Linked DNA regions of Mus musculus: regions 2 and 3 are each linked to region 1. A link is a contact called in public HiChIP or PLAC-seq and promoter capture Hi-C data. All regions are on one chromosome and are shown on one strand. The core of a region is the stretch at or near the end of the contact, and the rest is flanking DNA. Distances in the headings are between cores, read along the strand shown. Region 1 holds the start of Aff4 (AF4/FMR2 family, member 4). Region 2 holds the start of Rapgef6 (Rap guanine nucleotide exchange factor (GEF) 6). Region 3 has its middle 12 kb from the start of Gm51894.

Evidence for each region. Promoter capture Hi-C pulls out the DNA fragments that hold promoters and counts their contacts. HiChIP or PLAC-seq counts read pairs in DNA pulled down with a chosen protein or histone mark.
Region 2: a promoter capture Hi-C map of pre-B cells shows a contact between it and region 1, with 5 times the contacts expected there. The contact joins the promoter of Rapgef6 here to the promoter of Aff4 in region 1. A contact is called at or near these places in 3 of 39 promoter capture datasets (liver and pre-B cells) and 3 of 115 datasets of contacts at active chromatin or transcription factors (astrocytes, pancreatic cancer cells and regulatory T cell precursor).
Region 3: an H3K27ac HiChIP or PLAC-seq map of embryonic stem cells shows a contact between it and region 1, with 6 times the contacts expected there. The contact joins the enhancer-like site here to the promoter of Aff4 in region 1. A contact is called at or near these places in 3 of 39 promoter capture datasets (cranial neural crest, hippocampal neurons and liver), 1 of 484 Hi-C or Micro-C datasets (embryonic stem cells) and 9 of 115 datasets of contacts at active chromatin or transcription factors (craniofacial prominence, embryonic forebrain, embryonic limb bud and 4 more).

The regions. Positions count from the first base shown.
Region 1 is chr11:53,348,130-53,352,770 of GRCm38.p6, reverse strand. Aff4 (AF4/FMR2 family, member 4) reads right to left here and starts at 2,004. Exons shown (of 21, transcript NM_033565.2): 1 at 1,642-2,004.
Region 2 is chr11:54,520,092-54,524,732 of GRCm38.p6, reverse strand. Rapgef6 (Rap guanine nucleotide exchange factor (GEF) 6) reads right to left here and starts at 1,888. Exons shown (of 29, transcript NM_001252494.1): 1 at 1,615-1,888. The coding sequence starts at 1,683.
Region 3 is chr11:52,344,054-52,348,694 of GRCm38.p6, reverse strand. No RefSeq gene overlaps it. Among named protein-coding and RNA genes, the nearest start is that of Gm51894, 12 kb to the left of the region's middle. Within about 2 kb of position 1,899, at least 125 of the 459 cell types and tissues checked have an H3K27ac peak or open chromatin away from gene starts, as enhancers often do. A contact at or near this core is called in craniofacial prominence, embryonic limb bud, embryonic stem cells and 2 more, where this site is marked.

The DNA.
Region 1 (4,641 bases), core at 755-3,254:
GTAGAGATTTGGCTTTTGGCTATTCTCAAGACTCCCTACCTTGTCTCCACCTGAAGCAAAATTTTACTTAAAATGTGCCTACTGTTCCTACAGAGCCAACAAAAATCAGCCTGCAGATAGCCACAAACTGAATGACAACTGCTGGTATTCATTTAAAAAGAAAAGAAAACAGACTGCGTCTAGGTTTTCAGGAAGTTCATCATGAAAGGCAACTTTTTGAAAATAACTTTTTAAAAAACAACTTTTTGAGACTTTTTGTTTGGAGACTGAGGGCTGCGAAAGTTAGTGACAATAAGGAACATAAACCTGAAGAAGTTGAAGAAGCCAGCTTTGTTAAAAACCAAGTGGCCACTTGCCAACACTTCTTTACGCATATGTGACCAAAGACGACAGAGTCTAGGCTTCCTCTTGGTCCACATCAGCTTCTCATCAAATCTCGAATTAAAAAGAATCTCATAAACATTTCAATACTGATAAGTTAAAAGGACCATCCAAACAAAAGAGTTTATAAAGCTTCGGAGAATCAACATGGAAACAAAGCTTTAAGCTTTGAACCTCCCCCCACCACCACCTCGGCTCCACAAAAAGCACACATTTTAAATGTCACACAAACAGCCTATTCACGGGCACCTAGGGCTTAGATTCCGGCACTGGAAAGGAGGCTAGCTTCAGTTTAAAACCTCAGCGGGGAAGAAAAACCAGAATTCTGACTTGCAACTGACGAAACTCGGAGAACCCTGAATCGAACTCTTGGTTCGAACTTCACTCACAACCATTTTCAGATCAGGGCTCTCGACTCCCCATAAAGGTGTCATCTGTGAATGAAAAGCCTAATAAGGAGACCCCACAAACACCCTGGGCTCCTGTACCCCATGATCCGTTCTCAGAGAGTGGGAAGCAACAGCAAAGTGGAAGGAACAAAGCACTGACGTCAATTACGAGATTAACCCTGCGCACAGGCAGCTGGGGAGGCCTAAACATCAATACCCAAAGCCCGGCCATGGCGATCGCCAGGTACCAGGCCGGTTCCGAGCGGGAAGGAGGGTTTCTCCTATTCCAACCCAGGTTCCCATTTTTCCACTCAAACCCCATCGACCATCAAGGACGGAAATTAACACCCCCCCAGCCTCCCCCCCTTTTTTTTTTCTTTCGGTGGAGGGGAGGTGGGAGAGTGGGGGTGGGGGGAGGTGCGCAGGATCGCGAGAAGGAAGGCGAGAACTAGTTGAGAAATGATAGCCAGAATCTGGGCCTATTTTCTCTTTAACTAGGAATGACTTGAGTCAGACGAAGGAAAAATTTTTCAAAGGATAAATCCGCCGACCGAATCAAAGGGAGGAATGGAGGAAGGGACAACGGGGGGGGGGGGGGAGGAAAAAAAGAAGAAACGGCCAGATGATGGGCGTCTGGAATGTCGGATGGGAACGGCTTGGCCTTTAAAGAAAAAAAAAATGATTTTTCTTGTTTGAAATTGATTTCGGAGAGAAAGTGGGACGAGAAAACGTAGGGCGAAGCCGGATCCAGGGGCCCCCCGCCCCGCGGGTCTCCGCCAGCGTCAGCGGCCGGAGCCTCGCCTTCCCCGCGGCGCGGCCGCGCCTCAGACGTCAGTCAGTCAGTCAGGCAGGCAGTCAGGCGGCTTCTCACCTCCAGTCCCCGCTCCGCTAGGCCCGAACCATTTCCCGACCGCGGCTGCGGCGGCGGCGGCGCCCGGCCTGCACCTTCACCGGACGCGCATTCGGGCCCGCCCAGGAGGCGGCGACCGGCTGCCTGGGGCGAGGGGCAGCGGCCGATCCGGAGGCCACGGGGAGCCGAGGCGGCGCACCTCACACCGCGGACGCCAGGGTTCCGCCCCGCTCCATGACGGCCCGGCCGAGCCCCGGACGGGTGACTGAGGCGGGGGCGGGCTGACGGGGCCCTGGCACCAAGATCCCCGCCCCGTCCGCTGGGGGCGGCGGTGGCGGCGGCGGCGGCGACGACTCGACTCCCGCAGCCGGGACTGGGACTGACGCAGTGGCCGCGGCCCATGTGACCAGGGCCGGGCTGCTGCGAGCGTCACGTGACCAGGCCGCGCCCCTCCCGCAGGCAGCGCGGGGGCTGCGGCCCTGCTGCTGCTCTGGAGGCGGCGTCGGCGGGGCTGACGCGCGGGCTGACGTGCGGGGGCGCCTGGGCCCGGGGCTGGGGAGCGGGGATGCGAAGCGCGGGTCGCAGCAGGTTCCGCGGGGCCGCACCAGCGTCAGACCCGGGGACAGAACCCGGCCCGGGGCACACGCCCTCCTGCGCAGCCCGCTAGGGAGGCGCCGCGGGGCGGGGCGCAGCCCGGCCGACCGGTTTTGGGGTGCAGGTGAAGGCCCAGGCCCTGCCGCCCGTGTCCCGCAGCGCACCGCAGGAGTAGAGAGGGAAGGATGACGTGGAGGTCCGCAGCGACGTCGTCCACTGCTGCGTGTGACTTACTGTGGGAGGATAAGCCGGCCCTGCATCGTCTTAAAAAAATAAATAAATAAATAAATAAATAAGTAAATAAATAAATATCAGCCTCTGTGGGCTACTTAGTGGATTCAAGGCCAATCTGAGCTACTAAGAAAACCCTGTCAAAACAACACACGGCGACACACACACACACACACAAACACCATCGCTCTTAACATCCTGCTAGTCCAGACAAGCCATAATTTAATTGGAATCAGTAATTAGACAAAGTTTTAAGGTTTCCTAGAATCCAGTAATAGTAGCGCAAGAAAAGTGTCCTCTTCCTCTACATCTGAAAAACATACAATCCTGTCATTGGTGTCCCATGTCTCTTATCTGCTTTCTTTATTTGATGGTACCTCATGCAGATTCTCCACCTCTAACATCTTGAAACACTTCACTCGTTATTTGTAGTTTGTAATTTCACAGTTTGGAAATCCACTCAACTACACACGAGTTCTAAGCCATGTCTCAAAACCACTATCGAGGTATGGTCTGGCGCACACCTTTAATCCCACCACTCTGGAGGCAGAGGGAGGAAGATTTCTGTGAGGCTGATATACATATCCAACACTGGGCAGGTCAAGGATATATAGTGAGAGCCTGTCTCAAAAAGAAAAACACTAAATAAATCTTAAGTTTTACATAGGGTTTCCTCTGTGTAGCCCTGGTTGCCCTGGATCTCACTTTGTAAAACAGGCAGGCTTGGTGCTCAGAGATCTGCCTGCCTCTACCTCTGCTTCCTAAGTGCTGGGATTAAAGAAGTGTATCAGTGTGCCTGGCCATCTTTTCTACTTCCTTATGAAAAATACTGGTGGTGGTGAGATAGTTCAGTGGCTTAAAGGCACTTGCCCACAATCTTGGTGACCTAAATTCTATCCCTGTAGCACACATATATATCTTTCCTTAACAGGTACATTCACACATCACACTCACATATAGACAGCCACTTGAATGCTACAACAGGGGCCCAAACTGAGGATGGAGACACATGGATGTAATCTCAGCTACTCTGCAGCTTGGGGAAGGAGGATTGCAAATTCAGCAAATATTCCTAAACTGTATAGCAAGTTTGAAGCCAACTTAAGTAATTTAACAAAGTCCTGTTTCAAACTAAAAAAAAAGGGGGGGGGAGGCATGGGAAAGGGCTAGTTATTACTTTGGGGAGGCAGAGTTCTGTGTTCATCTGGCTGGCCTCCAATTTGGAGATCTGCCTGCCTCTGCCTCCCTAGTGCTGGGATTAAAGACGTGCACGACCACTGCCTTCCCATAGTTACTTTTCTTGTTGCTGTGATGAAGCAACTTGATGAGGGATGACTGGCTTGCTATTTGAGACAGTACAATCTTCTGTGTTGGCCAGGGACGATATGGTAGCTAGAGCCTAATGCAGTTGTTCACATCTGGGCAGATCAGGAGGGAGAGAGATAAAAGCTGGGACTCAGCTACTGTCTCATTTTCCTCGTTTTATTCACTCTGGTACCCAAGCCCATGAGATGGTGCCGGCTACATTCAGGATGGTTCTTGTTCCTCAGTTAATCATCTCTGGAAACACAAGGCAGAGACACACCCAAAATACCTCAAAAAATGCCCCAGGCATTTATTTCTTAATCTAATCAAGTTAACAATAAAAATTAACACAGCATGGTGTGATGGTACCCTCCTTTAGTCCCAACACTTGGGAGACAGCCTCAGGAGAGCCTAGAACTCACTACATAGCAGACTTGAATTTCTGGTTCTCCTGCCTTTGCATTCCTGTGCTGGGATTACAGATATGCACCCTTTTGCTTGACTTAACAGTTCTAACTTTGTTCAAAGATCTGAGACTTGGGTCAGTCTTCCTAGATGCTCCTGTAAAATGAAAAACAAGTTATGTTCTTCCATTAAACAATGGTGTGGAGAAAGCATTCACATTCCAGAAGTGGGGAACAGGAAAACAGCCAGAAAAGATCAGACCAAAGCAAAACCACATTGCAGCAGGGCTAATGTCCACTCTTGCAGCTCCATGTTCAGTATGCAGGGCTTGTAATGGCTCCTCTAAATTACCATAGGCTTGTGGAGTCTGGGAGGAGGCATAGTGGGAAAGCTGGGAGAAGAGTGCTTGCCTTTTATCAAAGTCATGTATTCCATCCCAACGTGGCAAAAACAAGTGTGACATTGCATGCCTATAATCTTAGCACT
Region 2 (4,641 bases), core at 639-3,138, 1.2 Mb before region 1:
CTTTGCAATGACCATTTCCTCCATTTGCATAAGCTTTCTTCCTCATAAAACTCTGCACATAATCCCATTCGTATGCATCAATAGAATGTTCATCAAGTCAGATCCTTGAGGGTCACTACCATCTTCATACAAGCAAAGTGCCGACAAGTTATGGTTCCAGGTTGCTGTGAGCTACACAGGGATACCCAGTTTCGTTCAACAAGCAAGTCAAGTTACCTAGGAAATAGCTTATTTTCCCTTTCCCCAATTCTCCTTATCCTATTATTGGAAATAGCCATTATTAGCTAGCATGTTGCATATTTATCACCTACCTTCTCAATTCCTTAATCCATCAGGATGTAAGAACTATAGGGACCTGTCTATTGTGCCCACTAAAATTTTCTAATGTACAAAATAGAGCCTTGAACAGGTTGGCAATGAATAATTACCAAATTAATATATTTATAACAGACTCTTAGGAGTCCACTACGAGAATCTTTTGACAGCAGAAACGAACTTGTGAGAATTTCATAGAACTCTTTGTCAAAATAAAGCATCACTAGCACTCTGGATAATGATTTATTAGTAACCTAAATTCTACACTCATTCAAAAATACAGCCAATGAATCCAAGCAGTTAATATTCCCTTCAACAATGTTGCTATTCCAGTAACACAAGATAAAAGTCCTCAACACAGCACACATGACCAAGCATAAGTTCCCCAACAGTTGAGAAAACGTCCTCTACTTAAAAAGACTCAATTTCAAACTAAGTAATTCGGTACCTGAAGAGAAACAAGGTTTTCCTTCATTACCTAAATAATGTTCGTAAATAAAACTTAAAATGCACATTACAATGGTAATCACCACAGAAAAGCTGATTCATAAATTATAAGTAGGAAAAAGTAGCCCCTGGAAAGGGGTGGGCAGGTGCCTTGTTACTATGCAAAGATCAAGGTTTCAGGAAGCAAGCTGGACACATCACAACTTCAATAATGGCTGTAACAAAGTCATGTCCCAGAGTGTTACCCAAAGTTTGAGACTTTCTATGCAAAGAACTCTAAGTATGAAACTCCCGTGACTAAAAATTAAAACATTTCATTTCAGTTACTGCAACTTCAAACAAGACGACTCATTGCATTTACATTGCTGTTGGGTTTTCCTTTTTTTTTTTTTTAATTTTGGTATAATACACATAGCCACTAAGATTATAGAAACGTCTTCAAACCAAGAAAACTTAACAAATAATCTTAAACTTCCCACGGAAAGTTTGAAAAAGCACCAGGGAACCACTCGACACGCATCACCCGCCACGGGACTTACTACTATCTGGCTGACGCAGAGTCTGATACGGACATTGGAAACCTGTCTTCTGGGGGCAATTGTGCAGTATCTGAGATGAACGCACAGCACACACTGGCTATGGTATGAACTGTCTCTTACACATCATTATTCCCAGCTTGTTTTTCAGCCCACCTGAGCACACACAAACTCAGAAGCCAGTCAACAGTAACGGTGCTTTCTTATCACAAGTACAAGGAAGTCCCCGGCAGGAAGCGGCAGGAAAGGTGCTCATCACCCTGCGCGGCTACGGCCAGGTCGGGGCCGAGCAGTGCTCGCCAGTGCCCGGCCTTACCTCAGGAGTCCGCTCGGGCGGCTTCTTCCTCAGTGCCTGCCGAGCGCCGGGGTCCACGGGCGAGTTCATGTCCGCAGCCACAGGCTCCCTAGCCTGCGTCTAGCTGCCCATTCTCCAGCTCCGGGTGTACGCCAGCCCCACCGGGAGGGAAATGAGAACTGTCGCAGGGTCCAAACTCAAGCAAACAAGTCTTCGCAACGCCCGCCCAGGGCCTCAGCCCACGCGCGACTGGCCAGAAAGACGCCTGCGCGGGGGCGAGACTGGCCGAGAACGCATGCGCATGCGCACGACGCGCACACTAACGCCCGCCTGGCCGTGACGTAGAGAGATGGGCGTGGAGGGGGCGGAGAATGAGCGGCTTGGCTTTTCTTCGCGAGACTCCGCCTCGGTTACAGGATTGTAGTTTCCGCATACCCAGCTTCCGGTTGAGGTTCCGGAAATGCTACGAGGGCGTCGCCAAAAATAGACTATCGGGTAGAGCTGTGGGTAAGATGCTTTGGTTTAGCGCTCGAGTCCGGAAACCGCGGGGCTCTTATGGCCCCGCGGAAATCGAGGCTGCCATTCAGCAAGCGGGGAAGCCCACGCACCGCTCCGCAAGCCACGGATCTCGGGGCAGTACTCGCGCACCTAGCCCACCGCAACCTTGTGGCGTATTCTACGCGACTTTAAAAAACAAAAACAAACCACGAAATCGATAGTGAAAGCTGCCTCAAAAAAAAAAAAAAAAAGAAGAAGAAAAAAAAAGAGAGAAAGAAAAAAGCGTTTTGAAGACTAGAGCTATAGTTCAGAGTAGCCTGCTGGTCTAGCGTGCACCAGATTGTCTTGGCTTCTGTGTGCAGAATTTTAGGATTTTCCTTTAAAGGGTTTAATGACCAAAAAGCCTCAGGTGGACTAAGGAACTCCTGATTCGAAAGTTGACAGATAACACCTGTGGGCTGTCAGAATCCTTGCCTTCTGAGAAGATCAGCATGCCAACTTGGTATTTATTTAGCACTTTGAGACTGTAGGGGAACCGACCCGCAGGTGAAATCTTATATCCCAGAGGTTTTTTCCCGTCCTATAGAACTTCAGGCCCTCTGCACCACCTGTGCAGCTTCCACTCCCGTGGAGAAACTGGTGTCACTTGTTCTGATTAAAGGACAGAACTTCTGTGGAGGTAGATCTGCCCTTTTATTTCCACTTGCCTCCATCCTAATCTAACAACCTTGACTAAAATCTGGGCAGTGAGAGTGAGTGGGTGGGGGCTGCTTTAACCTAAGCAGTGCTCAGAGCAAACCTCTCCACTCCGTTTTGTATTGAATTTTACATTCTAGTCTCTAACAAAATAAAGACAGCTTCAGTTTTGTTACTTGTCCTTTGGAACAAGAAAAGCTGCAAAAACTGATTGTTATTATTCCTGTTATGATAAAAGTAACCCTAGGTTTATTTTGGCCCCCAGATTGAGCCAGAAGTAACAGGAGCTGTCAATCAATGGACATGAGTGCTGGGAACTTAACTCAGGCCCTCTCCGAGGGCACTGCTTGCTCATAAACCACAGAGACATCTCTGCAGCCTATTGTTTAGGTTTTTTTTTTTTTAATGTTTCTATTGTGTGTGGCATGTACCTCTGTGCTCATGGAAACATCTTATAGGAGAGTGTTTTTTCTTTCACTATCTGGGTCCCGAGGAATGAAACCCAGATTATCTTGGTAGCAAGTGCCTTTTCCTGCCATGCCATGGCGACAGGGGTGTTAAGTAGCTGTTCATTTTGTCCACAGTCAGGTAATAGCACATGATGAATCCTCTTGCTTAGCTGGCCTTCTTATTCAGTCCAGTACCCCAGGCCCATGAGAAAGAAGAGTGGCTTTTTCCTAACTTCATTACCCCAATCTAGAAGCTTCTTCACAGACATGCCCAGAGATTTATTTCCTTGGGGGATTCTAGATTCTGTCAAATTGACTATCAGGCTATGTCAACAGTAAAGGCTAACTTTCAGAATTCCAGACTCCATCATTTTGGGAAAGTTATTTTGCACTGTTCTTATTAGAGCATAGGTGGGCCACACTAGTCACACCATTCCTTGTGAACCTCCACCTTCTGGCATTTCATTTACACAGAATTTTTAAAATTGAAGACTGTGACCACATCTAAGTGCATCATAGTATTTTCAGGAGTATCAGCCAACTAGGGAACGTAGTGTCTTATGATTAGACATGTTTTCCAATAATGGTTCACAGTACCTTTCTCTGGCAAGGTAAGAATCTCTAATAAAAACAGGAGAGTTCAGACTGTAACATTTCAGAGCACTGACAGTGCTGTATTTTCCATTGGACGCTGGAGCTTACCCAAATTTGAAGTTTACAACACCCTATTAGCACATCTTTTCTGAGGTTAGGGCACAAAGGCCCCATATGGTTCAGCCACTATAGACATAAATTGTGAAAAAGGTATACGGTACTTGTGCTGGTTAAGTTTTCTGTCAACTGATACATGCTAAGGTCTTCTGGGATGAGAACCTCAATTGAGAAAATGCCTCCATCAGACTGAAGTGTAAGCAAGTCTGTGGGGGCATTTACTTGATTAATGAATGACTGAGGTGGAACACTTAGTCCACTGGGGGTGGGCAAGTGCTCCTGGGTCCTTTAAGCAAGCAAACATAGCAACTTCAGTAAGCACTGCTCCTTCATAGTCTCTGCTTCCGTTTCTGCCCTCTAAGAGGAAAGCTAACCCTTTCCATCCCAGGCTGCTTCTGTTCAGTGGCCCATCACAGCAATAGGAAGTAATTGAAGTGTTGCAAGTGATCTGCATCACTTTTATATAATGTATATTTTAAGTTTATATATAGTATATAAACTATATCTCAACAGTTAATACCCCAAAGATTAATGTTCAGTTTCATCTTAATATTATTTAAGTTTTATTTATTTTTATGTGCATTGATGTTTTGCCTGCATGCATGTCTATTTGAGGGTGCCAGATCCTCTAAAACTGGAGTAATAGTTGTGAGTTGCCACATGTGTGCTGGGAATTGAACTCCTGTCCTCTGGA
Region 3 (4,641 bases), core at 650-3,149, 1.0 Mb after region 1:
TTAAGATGTATTTATTTTATTTATATGAGTACACTGTAGCTGTCAGACACAGCAGAAGAGGACATTGGATCCCATTACAGATGGTTGTGAGCCACCATGTGGTTACTGGGAATAGAACTCAGGACCTCTGGAAGAGCAGTCAGTGCTCTTAACCGCTGAGCCATCTCTCCAGCCCCCGACACACAACCTTTATATTTATAATAAGCCCTTAATGCACTACAGCTGGGCAAATATCTACCCTTTAAGCTTTTATATCTACTTCCCTGTCAATAACCCCGAGTTATAACTTGTCATGTTCCATCTGGGCTGCTCTTAACTCCAGTTGGCCAGCCCTCAAGGCCATATTTTCATGACTCATTTATCCCATAGTATCTTCCCTCTCTCCATCTAAGACTCCCTCCTTGTGGTCTCTCCTCAGACTCCAAGCCCGGGAACCCAAACCCCACCTATCTTTCTTCTGTCCAGTTATAGGCTGTAGGCATCTTTATTCACCAATCAGGGATAACTTGGGGAGCAAGATTACATGGTATCTCTTATGTGTGTGCAGATTCTCTTGTCCCTGGGAACCAGTATTTAGTATTACAATACATACCAAAACCAAACCTCAACAATTTAGTGTGTGTGCAGGGGCATATGTGCAGGTGTGTGTGTGTGTGTGTGTGTGTGTGTGTGTGTGCTCACCCTTGTTGGCAGCCATTCCCATTTAAACCACCACAGCCCTGTACCTTCTTCAGGGTCTGGGACCTGCATGGTAGGAGGAAGCACACCTATGCCCGGACATCTCTCAGCTTCTGTCCTGTCCCTCTCCCTCAGATGTCCCTCGCTCACTCAGCTTCCACTGAAAGTCTTGCTCCCCAGCACTAAGAACTGAGCCAGAACAGGATATGGGAGAATCGGGTGCCGCCGCTGCCCTTGCAAAACTAATAATCAAAGGATTAGATAGACTTTGCTCAAAATGCCGTAGAAATAGCATGTAAAGACTGGCCACAGTGTCACATGCCTGTGACCCAGGCACTCTGGAGTACAGGAAGGATGATCAGGAGTTCAAGGTCAGAGAAAGGTTGAAGTCTGGACCACGTGAGATATTTTCTCATAAAAGCAAAGCGAAACAAAACAAAAATGAAGACTGACTGGACCCACATTTAAACCCAGCACTCAGGAGACAGAGGCAGTTGGATCTCTGAGTTTGAGGCTAGCCTGGTCTACATGGCAAGTTCTAGCCCAGTCAGTGTTATGCAATGAGACTATGTTTAAGAAGAAGAAAAAAGGGCTGGAGAGATGGCTCAGAGGTTAAGGTTAAGAGCACCAACTGCTCATCTGAAGATCCTGAGTTCAAATCCTAGCAACCACATGGTGGCTCACAACCATCTGTAATGAGATCTGATGCCCTCTTCTGGTATGTCTGAAGACAGCTACAGTGTACTTGCATATAATAAATAAATACATGAAGAAGAAGAAGAAGAAGAAGAAGAAGAAGAAGAAGAAGAAGAAGAAGAGGAGGAGGAGGAGGAGGAGGAGGAAGAGGAAGAGGAAGAGGAAGAAGAAAATCAAAATTAAAAAGAAGCTGAGAAAGGCCCCTAGCAGCGTCTTCACCCCATTTTCCTCCAAAGAGGAATGCTACAGGAATGTAATCTGTAGCAGTCTCATAGAAGATTCTAGGCGTAGCCAAACACAGCTGAATACAGCCCCATGAACACTGCAGCCAGAGTCATGGAAGACTAAAGTACAGTCCCAGGGAAGCCGGGCTTAAGATGAAGGTGGCAGTGGGTCAAATGAATTAGATGAAGTGGAAATCGTAGACTTCACGGACTGAAGCTGAGTTTCTAGCTGTAACTGGGGAAAGGGCGGAGGAGGCGTGGCCTCTGGGGAAGATGGCGGATCTAGGTGCGACCATTGGCTGCGCCACCCTCCTGATTTCCACAGAGGCCAATCTTGGGGGAGGGGACAGCCTCTGGGACGCCCACCAATCTAGTCAAGGGCAGCTATTGTGGGGCAAATCGCTCTTGGTGTCCTTTTCTTGTCGGAGATACATAATGATACAGGAAAAGGGGCGAATTGAACCTAGACCAGGTTTCTTCTCAACACCACTGATTGATATAAAATTCCCTGTGTTTGCTGACTCCTCTATTTCTGTCCACTCTGCCTGGCCTTTACTTGGGCTCCCTGGCAGAGATAGAGAGGCTCTTACTAGGTAGCAATAGCTTGCCAACCACGCCCACGGATGTACTTCCACCCACTCACCAAGAGGTGGCAGCACCACCCCAGGTTGCTTGCTTGGAAGCCTGTGTGATCTCTTGAAGAAAATTCATTTTCCTGCAGGCATCAGTGCACTTTTTTCCTGATGAGGAAAGTGGGGCCAGTAAGAAAACGATTAGGGTTGCCTTTCATCCCCAATAGCGTGTTCTGATGGCTCTCTGACCCGATCCCAAAGGAGATTCAGTCCTTGCTTCTGGGGAGCATTTTAGCAACCTCTTGAGGTATTTTTGATCTTCACAGGTTGGGTGTAGGAGGCTGTCATAATTAATCTTCATTGTCAACCTGCCTGGGTTTGGAATCACCTAGGAAACACACCCGTGTGTGGCGGTTGCACAGAGGAGGGAAGACCCTGGATGTAGGCGGTACCATCCCATGACTGGGGGCAGGGACGCGGGGGGGGGGGGGGAGGGCAAGACTGAATCAAACAGGAGGAAAGGAAAGAGCAAACCGACCACTGGCACCCCTTCCCATCTCCTACCCGCAGATGCAGTGTGACTAGAATCCACACACTCCTGCCCCCAAGCCTTCCCCACCACAACGGAGTACCCTCAAACCAGAATAAACCTTACCTTCCTGAAGCCAATCAAGGGATAATGCTGGGGGGGGGGGGCATGGGCAGGCCTCTGTGCCGGACCTTGGAGGGACCAGGCATGCCAAAGTCCTTGCCTTCCTTCCAGGAGATCAGGCTTCAGAGAGAGATGATGTCTCTGTGAAGTGAGAAGTATGGTCTTGGGGACAACTGAGAGACTAAGATAGAATGGCACAGACAGAGATCGACTTTAACAGCCATGATGGAGTGTGGGGCCAGAGATATGGGTTCTGGAAGCCAAGCTCTGCTCTCTGCACGTGCAGCAAGCACTCCTAACCACTGAGCTATCTCTCCAGCACCCCGTGCGTTCTATTTTTCCGTTACTAGCAGTTCAGTGGGTGTGCCTGCACTACATCACTATGGATAGGGGATCGATGTGTTGCATGTGATAGACCACATGGAGGCAATGGGAATTCTTCTTTGGATTCCTTGGGACAGGGCTTCTCTATGTAGCTCTGACTGTCCTGGAACTCGCTCTGTAGACCAGGAGCCTCCAGAGATCCACCTGCTTCTGCCTCTCCAGTGCTGGGATTAAAAGTGTGTGCTACCCCCTCACCCAGAGGCAATAGGAATTCCTTATCTCATGGGACCGCCCCCGTGTCTACTCATCTGTGTCCTCACACAGGGAGACAGGAGCGCCTGCTCTGAAGAAGCTCCAGTGACAAGAGAAGACGTCACCTGCTGGCTTTGAAGTTGGAGGAAGAGGCTACATGGCAGGAACCATAACTCCTCAGGCTGAAGAAGACAAACATAAGGATATCCCTGAGAGCCAGGGAGGAAGCCTGCCTGACGACACTTTTGTGCCTACCCAGGGAAGCCATTTTAGGTTTCTGGCTGCCAGCACTGTAAATATTGTTTGGTCTTGTTGAGACAGGGTCTCAGGCTATAGGCGTGGATGGCCTCATACTTAATGTGGCCCGGAGCGGCCTTGGTCATCCTCTTGCTCCTGTCTCGAAAGGGTTGGGATTCTAGGTGTGTACCAACACTCCTGACTCAAAATGGTGTTTCTTTGGACCACCAAATGTGTGCTAATTCAGAGCAGCATAAAGAAACAAATGTAGGGGTGGTGGGGTGGCTTAGTGGGTAGGGATGCTTCCTGTCAAGCTTGACAGCTGGGATCAGCTTACTCCTTGGAATCCAAAGGGTGGGTCCCAAATGTCCTCTGATTTTCATATTCATGTAGACCCAAACCCTCCCACCACCACCAAATATATAAGCAGACAAACAAATAACTAAAACATAAAAATAACAATATTCTAGCTAGCCACTGCTAGTGGTGTACACCTTTAATTCCAGCTCTGGGGAGGCAGAGGCAGAGGAAGGCAGATCTCTGTGAGTGAGGCAAGCTTGATCTACAGAGTGAATTCCAGGACAGCCAGAGATACGTGGTGAGACCACTGCCTCAAAAACAAAAACAAAAACAAAACAAAAAAAACCCACAAGGGCCGGGCATGGTGGCACATTTGTTTTATATCAGAACGCCATGGGGTGAGGGGGCAGCTCTGTGAGTTCAAGGCCAGCCTAGTCCATAGAGTTCCAGGACAGCAAGGGCTGTTACAGAGAAACTCTTTCTCCAAAACAAAATGACAACAAAATCCACAAAAAATAAACAAAAATAAACAAAAAAAAAGAGAAAGAAAAAAAGAAAAGAAAAATAAAGATAAAAAGTACCAGATACTAGGACATTTGTTTTTCAGAAGGATATTTGGGGCCAGCAACTTAACTATGTTATACATAGTAAATTAAATTGTATTCTCTGAAAGATATGCTGGTCTTGAACCGATAAGCTCCAGATT